Regions from separate parts of the Anas platyrhynchos genome. Here region 1 is linked to region 2. Evidence: chromatin contacts called from public Hi-C data. All regions are on one chromosome and are shown on one strand. The core of a region is the stretch at or near the end of the contact, and the rest is flanking DNA. Distances in the headings are between cores, read along the strand shown.

Region 1 (6,535 bases), core at 2,712-5,211, 270 kb before region 2:
TTACTTTATTTTGTTTCTTTTCTCAGCTGTTGGAATGGAAAACATGACTATAGATTTTTTTTCCACCTGACACATTGCGTGTTGGTTCATTTGGTAGTTACCTGCACTGAGAAGGTCTTGTAACTTCTGTTACATGTTGTGGACTATGTTGTTTAGATACTAGACAAAAAATTATGTTCTACTTTTAATTTTGTTTTCAGGACCCTGCAAGTTTAAACCAAGCATGTTGTTAATTATTTTTTTTTTGTTTTTTTTTTTTTTGTTTTTTTTTTTTTTCCTTTTGGCTGCAACAGAACGGCCCCTTCTCAGCCAAGGAGGATGATTTAGCCAACATACAGAAGTTACTGAGCAACCCTCTTCTGTGTAAATTAGAGTTCTAATTTAAACGTATGTAGGTAGATAGGAAGTTTCTTTCTTTGCTTCTAATTAAAAGTAGTGTATATGTGTATGCCAAGAAGTTTATTTACATTGTTAAATTGTTTTTCTTTCATCAGGGTGTCTGTACCTCTCCTGACAATGCTGGACCAAATGCTGGCAAACGGCTGTTTCGATATATTTACCATGCAAGGGAAGTAAGTTGCTGAAAGTCTTTTTTGTTTATTTTTCACTGTGCAACAGGCCTCTTAAATCTTACGCTGACTGCTGCTGAATGCTGTTTGTAGATGTGAGTGCATGGAGGTCTAAGTGTTTGTGTATATGGATAAAAAACTTATATTTTCCTGAAGTATGACAGTTGTGATAAATTTTGGACCAGATAGCCTTGAAAAGGTCTTGATAAAATCTGTGACTTTCAAATCAGTGTAGAAGTTAGTTACTGGTTCACTGTTTAATGACCAGTAAATTAATCAAATTCAATTTGTCTGTTTTACCTGGCAGACTTGGGCCAGTATCAGATCCATTTAGCTTCTTTCCTTTACCAGCTTCCTAAATATGTGCTTGTTGGAGTATATTCTTCATTGTACTGTGAGCCTTTAGCAATGGCAATATCATGTTATGGTGCTGCAAAATAACATGCCTACAAGCTATTGCTTCCAAAATCTTACTGCTTTTGTTAATGTGAATATCTCCAAAGAAGTTAATTAAGATTCTCGTAAGAATAATAAAAAAGGCATGTCCCAGCTTTTCCACACCAAGTTCTGTCTCCTGGAAATTATTTAGATTAGGAATGGATAAATATGAATAAGGTACTCCAGTGTGAAATCATGTTTTTTTGCAGATGTTTCAGAAGAGAATGATTTTAATTTCAGTAATATTAAAATCTATTCTACAGGCTCTCATAAGCATCTTGGCACAGCTACAGATATTTGCAGTACTATACAAAATGTATCCTACCAGCATGTATACTGGATTTGGAATCTGTTGATTCAAGAATTACTCACAACAGATACATTTGAAAAGATTTTCTCGTTCCAGAAGTTTTAGTTGAATCTACTTTTGTTTTCAAGTGTGTATTTAGATAATTAATCCCCTTTTTAATAAAGCAGTCCATTTTTCAATAACAATTTAAAATTCATCAAAAAGAGAACAAGCATTTCTTTTTGGTTTGGTAATCATGGCAGTGATCTGGAACACGTCAACTCCAGTCTTCCCCACTGAGGAAGTTGATAGGTTATGGGTGTAAATCGCAGGTAATGTCTGTCCCCCACATGGGTCACTAAACAGAAAGCGTGTGGTAGGATTATTGCATAGCCATTTGCTGTGTAAGCGAGACTCAAATTCAGTCCTGTGGTGCCATTGTAATGCTTTATTAAAAAGGTCTGAAATAAAATCCAGGGGGATTATGGGGAGCAGGGGGTGGTTTTGAAGTTGATCCAAATGAATTTGATTCCAGTTTAATGATGAAACCAACAAAAAAAAAAAGTAAAAAATTATTTGTTACAGCCCAGTGGATCATTCTAATGGAAAGGGAATGAAATACTGTAATGAAGGGTAGGAAGTGGAGGAACTAATTATCATACTGAAGCTCTGGAAGGCCGACTCTAGAAAATTTGGAGACAGTAAGACAGTAAGAAAGAGAATTTAGTTCTTGCATCTGGCAGTTTTTGCTAATATCTAGGTTACCTTGTGGTTGAGAGGGTGTAATCGTGCTCTGTGTGTGCTCTGCTGAGAGCCAAGCGTGCCTGGGTTTTGCTGTGCTCTAAGAGCCTGCATGCAGATCAGCTCTGTGGTACGTTATTTAGCTGGGTGAGCCCAAAATTGTCTTCAGTGCAACGTCTGCATTTTCTTACTTAGGCATATGGCGTTTGGCTATGGTTAAGGGATGGATCCTGGCTCTGAGGCCTGCCTGAACTGTTGGCTGACACCTAATTCTCTTTGCATAGAAGAATATGGAAAAGCGTTGACTCTTGGGTCTGGTTTCTTGAGTGGGACTGGTTACCCCCTTTTCCTAAGAACCACGTCATAAAAATGTAGAAATACAATGCAAAATGAGACTGAAACTGTTGTGTGGCATGAAAGGACATGTGTACATGCCGTTTCAAATACTTTCATATGAAGTGTGCCTATAGGAAGAGGGATTGAGTGCGTGGTTGTTTCTCGGAGTCTGACTTCTGGTGAGCAAATTTCACCCTGCTTCAGTTCTGCAGTACACTTCTTGCCTGTCATGCAGCAAATGAAAAACTTCTCTGAGAAGCTGGGAATGAAACATTAGCAGTCCTTGGGGTGTTTGGCTCCCATTTTTTTCCTCCCCCTCATGTTTTCCCACACTACACTGAGTCTAGGTTTAGCAAGAGAACTTAGGTTGTAGGATGTCCGGCACCAGCACTATGCCTGTACCCAGCTGCTTCATAGTTAGCTGTCACTTCATAAAAAGAAGTATTTGCAAATGCATTTTGAGGTTAAAAATAGATACTGTGCAGTATACTGGGACTTTTTTTTTTAATATAATAAAACATTAGCAATCCAGAACAAGTAATACCCTACATGGCTTAATTGCAACAGGATTAATGGCTGTTGGCTGAATTAGTTTGACGTTAATTAGGAGCTCAGTGCTCCTGTTAGAGCAAAGGGCCACATGGTGTCACTCCTGTCTCACAGAGGTGCAACTTGCAGTCTAGTTTCCTGCCCCTTCAAGCTGTAGCTGATGCACATCGTTAGGATCGTTTCGATGCACAGCGTTACGTTTCTGACATAGTTCTGTAGGTGAATATTGGTGTTTGTGAAGCTCGCAGTGTTGCTGTTCTCTCAGCAGTCTGTGTACAGCGGCGGAGTGCGTGGTGTTGCTCCTCTGTTTGAAGTCCTTGTGTTTAAGGCAATCTGCAGTTGTCATGCTGGGCTCATTGCTCTGTCAGGGCCCTGCTGAACCTGCCAGCAGGTTCATTTATTGGAGTAAATACCTAGCACCCAGGTAATCAAAAGGCTTTCAGAAGCAGCCTTTGTTGTGTTTGGCTTAGTTTGAGGCTGTACTAGGAAAAGTTCTGTCTGCCATTTTTCAGGCTGTTACTTCCCACTCATCCTTACCTGGCATAAACCTGCCCATCGAGCCTTGGAGTTTTCCTCTCCCTGGAACTAGCAGCAGTGTTTTGTGTTGCTGCATCATGAATGGCATTAGGGAGCTGCTCCAGGTTAAAAATGCCCTTCCTCCAGTAAATTTCAGCTTGCAGTAGTTCCTCGATCTGTTCTGCTGCATGCTTACGAATTGTGCCAAAATTAGGAAAGTGGTGAGGGGGAGGGAAACCATTTCTTTTGGCAGCAGTGCAAGTGTATATAGCCCTACTGTGTGTGTGAAACTGCAGGCATTCACCTGCTACTCCTCCTTGCGCAGTGTGCCCTCCCTGCCCAGACAGAGCAGTGGTTTTCAGTTGAAAAGCAGTTTCTTCTGTAACTATGTTTCAGCTGAAATAATATTTTCTTGTGATACTACATTTCAACATTCCCAGACTTTTTCTCTGTGATTGCACAACCTGAAAACTCATAATTTCATCTCAGTGTGCACTGCAAATTTGGGAATCCGTGCTCATAGTAGTGTGAGCAGCATTAGCTGCTTGCAGTGACCACTGCAGGCACAGGGCAGCATACGTGAACCACAGCTGTCATCAACATCACCAATCAGCAACATCAATCATCAACTCACCAGTGGCCACTCTGAAAACACAGTGGTAACTGTCAGCTCCCTGCTGGTAGTAGGACAAGGGGCAGGGAGAGTAAATGGGGGCGAACTAAAGCCACTGGCAGAACTGGCACTGAAGCATTATTTTCTGGTTATGGCTCCGGTAGCTGCAGGAGACGTTCTGCTGGCCTCAGCAGTGAATGATCATGACAGAAGTTCAGTCTGCCAAGAGCCTGGGTATATTGCTGGTTCCTTGGAAAGTACTGTAAGATCAGTGTCATAGTACTCATTGCCCTGTAAATGTGAACGGAATAGCCTTTGAATGATAATTCAGGACCTGATGCTCTCCGGAACAAATACAAGTGACGTTTCTTACCTGTCCATAATCTGTGCATTCCGCAGCAGAGGTCATGCACTGTGGATGCAGTGTCTTGCTGGTGGTCTTACAAAGCACTGTAAGATGGTATGTCCCTGCTGATCTCAGATGAATGATATGTTATATGCTTCTGTGGATTTTTTTTTTAAAGTAGTTACGCTATTACTGCCTAATAAACTGTAGCATGAAAGAGCATGGCAGTGGCTGTCCTCTGGTTTTATGGCCACCCAGGTGATGTCAGCTGAACTGTTCAAACTGAGTTCACCTCAAGGAGGAAAAAAAAACCGTACGTTTTTGCAGTACCACGTGTGCCCAATTTACATAATGTAAAGACTTTAGACTGATCCCTTTTCCCCAGATGCTGACTCTGTTTCTGCTGGCACTGTGCCCACACAGGAGAAGGAATTTTCTCAATTTCCTTTAAAGAGGCCAAGCTATTTGAGTCATTTGAGATCACACGTAGGTTAGGTTTAGTTATTACAAATGTGAAATTGGCAAATGACAGAAAGGAAAGTGCATCTGTTTTAAACACAAAATGCTGCACTTAAGGTTATGTGTACCAAATTTATTCCAGATGCTCTTGTTCCAATTGGTCTCTTTGTTGCTATTCTCCTCAGTGATGTCTGTGTTGTTGAACCAATTTAAAATCTCACCTAATTCACTGTGTCGCTGTTGTCCTGTGCTGAAAGGCAGGCATGTATTACAGGTATTGTAATTAGTTGTCTACAAAATGTCTTTGTGTAATCATGGGGGAGTGGAAGGAAGGGAAATGTCACCAAGGTAAGAAAAAAATAGACCTTCCCTTCAGAAAGGGGACACTCTCGCCATCATCCACCTGGGCAAACCACGTCCTCAGACACATGCAGTCTCATTCGTGTATATGTCTTTCTCATGTGCACGTGAGAATATGCATATGTGTCTCATATGCACGTGCTTTCTGCACTTCTCATACTCTAAAATCTGGAAACAGTGCTGACATGGCTGCAGGCAGTGGATGGCGAGGAATTTGCTCTTTCAGCATCTGATGGGAATATTTTAAATCAGCCCTCCTGAGACTCTGCTTCTGGAAGCCATGATCAGCTCTGAAAATCTCTTATGATACCTCATCATCAACTTTGAAAGTGTGGCAACTTTACTTGTTTAGTGTGTTTTGTTTTGTTGTGTTTTTTTTTCAGTGATACTGAGACAGCAGTAGAGACAGCATTCTTTAGACTAATAGATTAACGACTTGGTTAAAAAATGGAACAACAAACCAGCATTTGCCAGGATATGCCTTTTTTTTTTAGTCTAGTAAAAACAAAACAAAAACTCTCTTGTCTGGAAAACTACGTATAATAAGGTGCATTAACTTGACAAAACATTTTGTCCTGTAACCATCTTAATTCATTTTAAATGTTGTATTTTTCAACAGATTACGTGACAGTTTTTTTCCAATAATTTATATCCACAGTTTTGAATCACAGTAGCAGAAAATAAATGTTAGGATTTCTGCTTTCTGTTTTTCATACACAATACAGTGAAATTTCCAAAATACGCATTCTAGAAGTAATTGTGTGCACTAGACAGATATAAAATAGTTTCTTCTGCATCTATGGCACTTCAGCTTTGAGTGTAATGAGTAAAAGATTAAATAATTTGTTCTGAAATAAAAGTAACATTCCCTCTTTACTAGATCCTTGAAATATCATAACAATACTTGTGTTTGTATGAGTATCTGGGAAAGCTGTAAGAATGGTATTTCCCAGACTGTAGAAAAAGAAGAATTTGCTCAATATATTTAAAGATGGCTTCATGACTTGTACACTTAACAGAACTGTAAGCGCTGGGTTTAATTATGTTGTCTGGCATCACTAAGGAATCCAGGCTGTGAGATGGTAGAGTATGTAAGAACAGTGTCTATCCCCTTTTGTGCCAAGTTTGATTGAAGGCCTTATGGAACTACCAAGGCACTACAATGTTCCGTAAACTGAATAATTTTTATTTGGTTATAGAATGTTGTAATTCCTGGCATAGTATTTCGGATTGTACCATACTTTGCTGTAAATGCAAGCTGTGGCTAGCTGATTACCATGCAGATACTGACTCACTTTGGATAAAGGTAGTTCACTCCT
Region 2 (6,599 bases), core at 2,547-5,046:
GGGGTACACAACACAGCCAGGAGGGATGGGCAAAGATAGTCATGGAGTTGTCCAGGTTGGGAAAGACCTTCAAGATCACCAATTCCAAAGAATTTCCAATTTCCTTTTCCCACTCCACCCACTTAGAGAGGGGAAAGGGAGTGGGAAAAAGGCTTTTTGGGCTCCTGGAGAGTATCATGAGGTTTTTCAGCTTTGATTTGTGGGCAGAAATAGTTTTGTCAGCTGCTCTGTGGACAGCGTGGGCTGCTCTCACGTGCACGTGTCCTCCCTTGGATTCTCAGGCTGTGGCCACGCTCTGACAGCAAGCAGAGGTGTGGAAACCGAGCCTTGTATGGGGTGGTGTGCGTGCCCTCGAAGGGGTTTGGGTTGGCAGCACTTTGCGCAGCCAGAGTGCTGCTGGGCAGCCCATTCCCTCCTGTGCTGGGGTGTGTGGTATGCTCAGTGAGTGCTGCTCCACACATGGCGCCCGTTAGGGGTTCTGGCTGTGCAATTGAGCAGAGAAAATGGTTAAAAAAAATGAGGTTGCAGAGAGTAGGTGGCAGGACAGTGCTTCTGTCCTTCCCCCAATGCCCCCACCAGGAGCCTGACATGCCCTGGGCAGGCAGGAGCAGGGACTCTGTTCTGTGACTGTCAGGAGACTGAGGTCCCCCTGGGGGTGTCACTTTCCTTGGTGTTTTGTAAAGGCTGCTAGCTTTCACCTTTGTGTTTTGGTCGGGGTGAGAGCACCCTGGAGGTGCTGTGGGGTACTGTGGGGGCTGCAGCACCCACCTGTTGCTTGCTTCTGCTTGGCTGCAGGCCTGCCCAGGAGGATTTGTTGGGGAGAATGAACTGCAGCTCCCAAAAGACTTAAACCTGAAGTTGCTCTTCTTAAGGGGTAATGTCTCCCTTGCACAAGTCCACGGGGATATGTGCAGCACCAGCTCGCTCTGCATTGAGCTCAGGAGATGCCAGGCCAGGGAGCATGGCTGGGAGAGAGGTCACCATGGGTCTGTTCATGTCAGGGGAAAAAAAAAAAAAAAGCAAAAACAAAACAGATAAAATCTGAGATGTTTTCCCAGAAATCTCCTTATCTCTTCCCCCTCTCCCTGACAGAGGCTGCAGAGCAGAAGTGTGTTTGGAGCCCGCCGGGCTTTTCCCATGGAGCGCTTGGCTTGTTAAAATCTTTGACATCAGGGTTCTTTATTACCTGCAATAAAATGCCTCTGCTAATCTTTAACATGCAGCGTGCGAGGGGAAAAGGATTGCATTAAAAACCTGTTTATGGGAGTGTTACTAAGACTTGTAGAAAGGAGTAAAAGTGAATGATGGCTGAAGAGAGCCTGCCGCTGGGGCAGCGGAGGCACTGCCCTGCCAGAGGCGCTGGCAAAGCAGCACAAAGGGCTTGGTCCACACCTAACCATGGAGTGCAGGAAAAGTCCGGCACCTCGCTCCCTCCCCACCTTTGATTTGCAGTGATTTCCAGGCCTGTTGTTTGTTTATCACCCCAGTGTTAATTCAAAGGATTCACCTTTGTGTTTTGGCTGTTAATTCAGTGTTAATCCTCCAGCAGAGCGCCTACAAACACGCCTGTGTCTTGACACTGCTTGGGCACGTGGTGTGAGTGCGGGGCTGCGCGGGGCCCGCAGCTCAAACCCCACAGCAGCTTCCCTCTTTGAGGTAGTTTGGACAGCATTTGGGTATTAAAATATAGCCCTTTCTGCAGCAGTTAGTATTTTTTTTATAAGGCTGTCATTTACTGTGATATCTTAGTGCCTTGTGGTTTTTGGTATTTTTATTCTCCCGTTTATTTTCTGCCATTCCCCCTCAGCGCAGCGGGGAGCTGGGCTCTGCGGCTGGGACCCAGGCCGGCAGCGCCCTGCCTGCTGCTCCAGCAGCCTAACAGAAACCGTTCAGCCCTTCAGAAGTGTAATTGGGTTTCAGTCTTGTTCGAGACAAGGTTTGGGAGTGTCTGAGCTGTAATCGCACTGACATGCCTGTTCCCAGAACTCAGCTATTAGATTTCAGACAACGGAGAGGAACAGCATCAGGTGTCGAGTATTTTCTGCTGCTCCTACTCCACAATCTATTTTTAATATCATTTTTATTGCGTTCAAGATAAACAGAGAGTGGATGAGTTCCCATGGGAATTGGTCTATCCACCACTCACGCCGGTTTAGTTGAGGGGAAAGTACAGTCACGCGAGAGCTTCCAATGTCTTTGGTGCAAGATCCCCCCTCTTTTTATGATTTCATTATATTTACCAACTCCAGTTCACGGTAAGGCAGGAAGTGGCTGGTGCCTTGCCCCATGGTGGAGGGAGGGCAAAGGGACATTCCCCTTTGCCACCTGCCTGTGTGGGGTCCCAGAGCAGGACACGGCAAACCAACAGGTCCCTGCTACCCCCAGCTTGTGCCCAGCTCTGCTCCAGTCTGGAGAGGGTGCTCGATGTGCCCACAGCAGCAGGTTTTTGTAGCACTGCCCTGACTGCAGGGATGTGTTTGGCCAGGGAGGCTGTCAGGAGGCTGTCTGTGACCCTAAGGAAACATTCATCCATGATGGGGGGGAATTTGGTGGCAAACCCCGCAAACGGCAGTGTAAGGAGTAGGAAGGAGATGTGGGAAAGAGCTGATGGGTTCAAAAGAGGGATCTGAAGCATCGCCAGCAACTGCACTCAAGAAAATATCTGGAGTGTTCGGGAGGTGGGGCTGGTGTCATGTGGGGAGCTGGGCTGTGGCAGATGGAGCCAGAGGGGACATCTGCCCCTGGGAGTTACGGACTTAGGTCTGGAAGAATTTCTTGCTTTTATGCTGGAAGCTGAGACCTCAGAGCAAGGACCCTGCCAGATGAGGCCTGGAGAGAAACATTCCTCTTTGCGGTTGCATTTTTGGGAAGCCAAAAGTCAGAGTGAGCTCCTTCAAAGACAGCCCTGACAGCCCTGCTCTGCAGATGGGCTGTGTGGCACCAGCTCCGATCCTTCTCCCTTTCAGTAGTGCAAACCAGGCCTGTGCTGCTCAGATCTGCAGGGCTCCTTGCAAACCACACACAGCAGCTGGAGGGAATCGGTAGGTGAGGGAGCAGAAGCAGGGTTAGGATCTGTTGGCACGGGTGTTAACAAGGCACTTAGCACAGCCCTGGAGGATGGGGCTTTGGTTTGGAGAGCCCAGGGCCTCGCAGGGTGCTGGGGAGAGCTTCTTGTCCCCTGCGTCCCTGCTGGGGTGGTGGAGGTGACACAGCTCCTGGTCTTCAAGGGATGAGTGGGGCAGCACTGGGACACTTTTAATGGGAAGCCATCACCGGAGGCATGGCATGGGCTGGGCTGCTGAGCTGACCCATGCTCGTACGGACGCCCAGCCCTGCACCATGTGTGTCTTATTGCAGGTGGACAATGTGTCACACCTCCCCGTGGCCTAGCAGTGACAGGTTGGGCTGGGTCCCCTCCTGGGGAGCTGCCCTGCTCCATCCTGCACCCCAGCTAATTAATGCCCTGCAGAGGAGCTTGGCCACAAACCTGCTGAGCAGGAAAGGCTGACACCTCTATCTGCTGGAAATCTGCTCACACCCCTTGGCCAGAGGCTTGGGCAGGGCTGGAGGAGATTAGCAGACGCAGCAGTGATGCCACAAGGAGGGACACCACGGGCAGTCCTTGCCCTTGTTGTCACTGGGTGGTGACAGACCTCCTGCAGGAGGAGCTCCCAAACATCTGCCTAACCGCAGCACCAGTCCCTGCGTGCCGGAACACCACGGAGGATCTTGAATTTGGGTTCCTCCTTGTCCCTCACCACAACTAGGAGCTGGTGGAGGTGGGTCCATGCTCTCCAGGGATGTGCCCAGCTCCTGGGGTCCCTGTGCCACCGTGGCCCCACCAGCACCAAGGCTTTGTGCTTCCCAACCACCGCTGCCCTGCATGGGCCTAGCCACCAACTTCAGCCTGCAAACCCTGTGTACGGGTGCTGGCAGCTCTCCAGGGCAAGGCACAGAGGAGAAGCAGAAATATTTCCCCCTGCACATCCCAAGGAAAAGTCGGGATCTGCAGCCTGAAGCAGGGCAGGGTGGCAATGTCCCAGCCGGGCCCCACCTGGACGTGTTTGGGGGCTGTCGTCCCGCGGGGCCTCCCGGGCGGCGAGGTGGTGAATGCCTCCTTTGACACCAAGAACTAGACCGAAACTATGTCAACGGGGAGAGCGGGGCGGCTGTTCCTGTTTTTCCTGTTGGAGGCTTTGAACTGTGTCCTGCCGGGTCAGCATGTGGGGAGACACCTCGGGCTCGGACGGGGAGGGTCTGAAACCCTAGACCCTGGGAAAGGGGAGATCGACCGCCTGGGAGAAGTATCGGTGCAGAGCCCATCCATCCCCGGGGGATTAGATGGGAGGAGGAGGGATCTGGGGCCGAGTAGTGGCCCATGTCTTCTGGAGTGAAGGTTGAAGGAGGAGAGCAAAGTCGATGTTGGGGTGCTCTGTCTCTAAAAGGCTGGCTCTTCCCTAAATGCAATCCAAGTTTTGGGTGGAAATGTGGTCTAGAAAGAAAACCACAAAGTCCCCAAAGCACTGGGGCCCCCTGGTTGCACCTCACCTCAGTGTTTAGAAACCCCACAATGGTGCTCCAGGGCTTGCTGTAAGCTAGCTGTTTGCCGGGCAGGTGGCCCGAAGTCAAGAGCAAAGAGCATCGCTCCACATCGGTGTGGTGTGAGGGCGGATTTTGGGGGCAGGCATTTTCCTGGGGCTCAGTGATTTCCTGCTCTTGTACAAAAAGGTCAGCACAGAGCCCAACCCTTTCAGATCTCAGCCCAAAAACTGGGTAAAAGCTGCCAGGAGGGTAACAGCCCAGCTTGGGCAGGGCAGCAAAGTTGGGGGCTCGCCTGCCCCACAGATCTGTGCCTTGTGCTGCACAGGCTGCACTCTGGTTTTATTACTGCAGCACTAAAGGCACAGAAGGCAATAGCATGGGACCTTTTCTCCTGATACAGGGAAAGGTGACTTGTGCTCCAGAGGCTGTTATGTGGCAGGTGGAGTGCGGGCAGGCTGTACCTGCAGGCCAGGTTCACCTTGCGCAAGCCCCAAGTCCCAAAGTGCCACCAGGAGCAGGGCTGGAAGCTTTCATCAGCCCGAGCAGAGGAGCTGGGCCAGTAGCATACATCCCCAAAATCCCCCCCCAAGAAGTGCACATGCAAAATAAATGCTGTTCAGCTGCTCTGTGAGTGTCCAAGGGGGTTCTGCTGGCACAGATGGGTCAGGCCAAGCTTGCACCTTGCCCTGTTCAGGATGTCCAGAGAGCCTCCAGTCTCTGAGAGGTATTTCCCCGTTGCCCTCTGGTTATTGCCGCAGAAAATGGGTTTATTGGAGTCAGTTTGTACAAAAGTGAGTTTTAGCAGCACGGTAGAAATCACTGTCAGGTTTATGCTCGGGTACAAAGCTCCTCTGCATCATTTTTATTATTTTGCTGACATCTAGTGTCTGAAAAGCTGCAACGCAGGATACCGAGGTTTGGATATGGGACATTCTGGAATGTTTCTTGCCCTGTTTGCAGACAAACAGGCACCAGCACCTTCCTCCTGTTCCTCTGCAGAGCCCTGGGGTGCGGGCTGAGCTCGGTGGGGGCTGGAGCATCCCATTTGGGGGATCTGACCCCACCTGGGTGTGCAGCAAAAAACAGGGTTTGCCAGAGCAGGTCTGTGGGCTTTGGTGACTGCAGCAGAAAGTGACTTTGGAAATGCACTGTTCCTTCAGGCCTATAATGAGGGGAAAATAGCGCTGGAGCTGGGGACATCTCACCATTTCCCGCAGGATAACTGGTGACACCTCCTGCTGTCCCCTCCTCTCACCCTGCTTGCTCCCTTCTTGGAGCTGGGGGGCTGAGGGCAGCCCCATTGCCAGACCCTGGCACACAAATCCCAGTGGAGAACTTGTGTTTTGGGGGATTTTCAACTTCAGCAGCAGGGGAAATAGCAGTCCCAGAACAAGCACAGAACTAAGGGAAAGCTGCTGGGGGCAGAGACCTGGATGCTGGGAGAAGCTGGCCACCAGCAAGGGGGGGCTGCAGCCTGGTGCCAATGGATATTTTCAGGCAGAGATGCTGGAAATTAATCCCAGTTGGAATGGGAGAATGCGTTTGCAGTGGGGTGTTATACTGCTCCAAGCCTAGTGCCCCCTGATTTGATGGGCATGGAGGTGCCGGAGGGAATAAGGAACCCTGGGTACGTGTCCTCTCCTCCAGGCTCCATGGGGCAGCTGTGTGGGGTGGGAGGGCAGTGGCAGTTCCTTTGTGGGGTGCTCTCCCCTTTATCCTGCTTCTGGTCTGAGCTGCTGGTCAGATCCCCAGAGGTCACCTCCGAGCAGGACGTTCCCTTGTTAGAACAACCTGTTTTTAATGCCTGCTGATGAGCAATGCTTATTAATGTTAACTTATGCCCTGCCCTAATGTCTTTGCCCTCTGGCTCAATGAGTGAGTGTATTTGGGGTGCTGGCAATGTCCCATGTGTGACTCCATCTCCTGATGCTGCTCAGCTGGAAGAGGCTCCGTGGGGGCACAGTGGAGGTGACCCATTTGGGGGTGACAGATGACACTGACTGGCAGTGGACCACCACATTGCTTTCTGTTCATCCCCCTCCTTGGTAGTTTTTTGT

What was found. A called contact is a pair of places that touch in the nucleus more often than the background predicts.
Region 1: a Hi-C map of liver shows a contact between it and region 2, with 4 times the contacts expected there. The contact joins two enhancer-like sites. A contact is called at or near these places in 7 of 8 Hi-C or Micro-C datasets (F1 follicle, F5 follicle, liver and 3 more).

Annotation. Positions count from the first base shown.
Region 1 is chr19:7,071,712-7,078,246 of IASCAAS_PekinDuck_T2T, reverse strand. TBCD (tubulin folding cofactor D) reads left to right here. Exons shown (of 40, transcript XM_038165607.2): 35 at 495-572. Among named protein-coding and RNA genes, the nearest start is that of ZNF750, 74 kb to the left of the region's middle. Within about 2 kb of position 3,961, at least 1 of the 8 cell types and tissues checked has an H3K27ac peak or open chromatin away from gene starts, as enhancers often do.
Region 2 is chr19:6,803,833-6,810,431 of IASCAAS_PekinDuck_T2T, reverse strand. The region is part of intron 1 of LOC106014793 (a long non-coding RNA gene); the gene reads left to right. Among named protein-coding and RNA genes, the nearest start is that of TRNAR-CCG, 11 kb to the right of the region's middle. Within about 2 kb of position 3,796, at least 1 of the 8 cell types and tissues checked has an H3K27ac peak or open chromatin away from gene starts, as enhancers often do.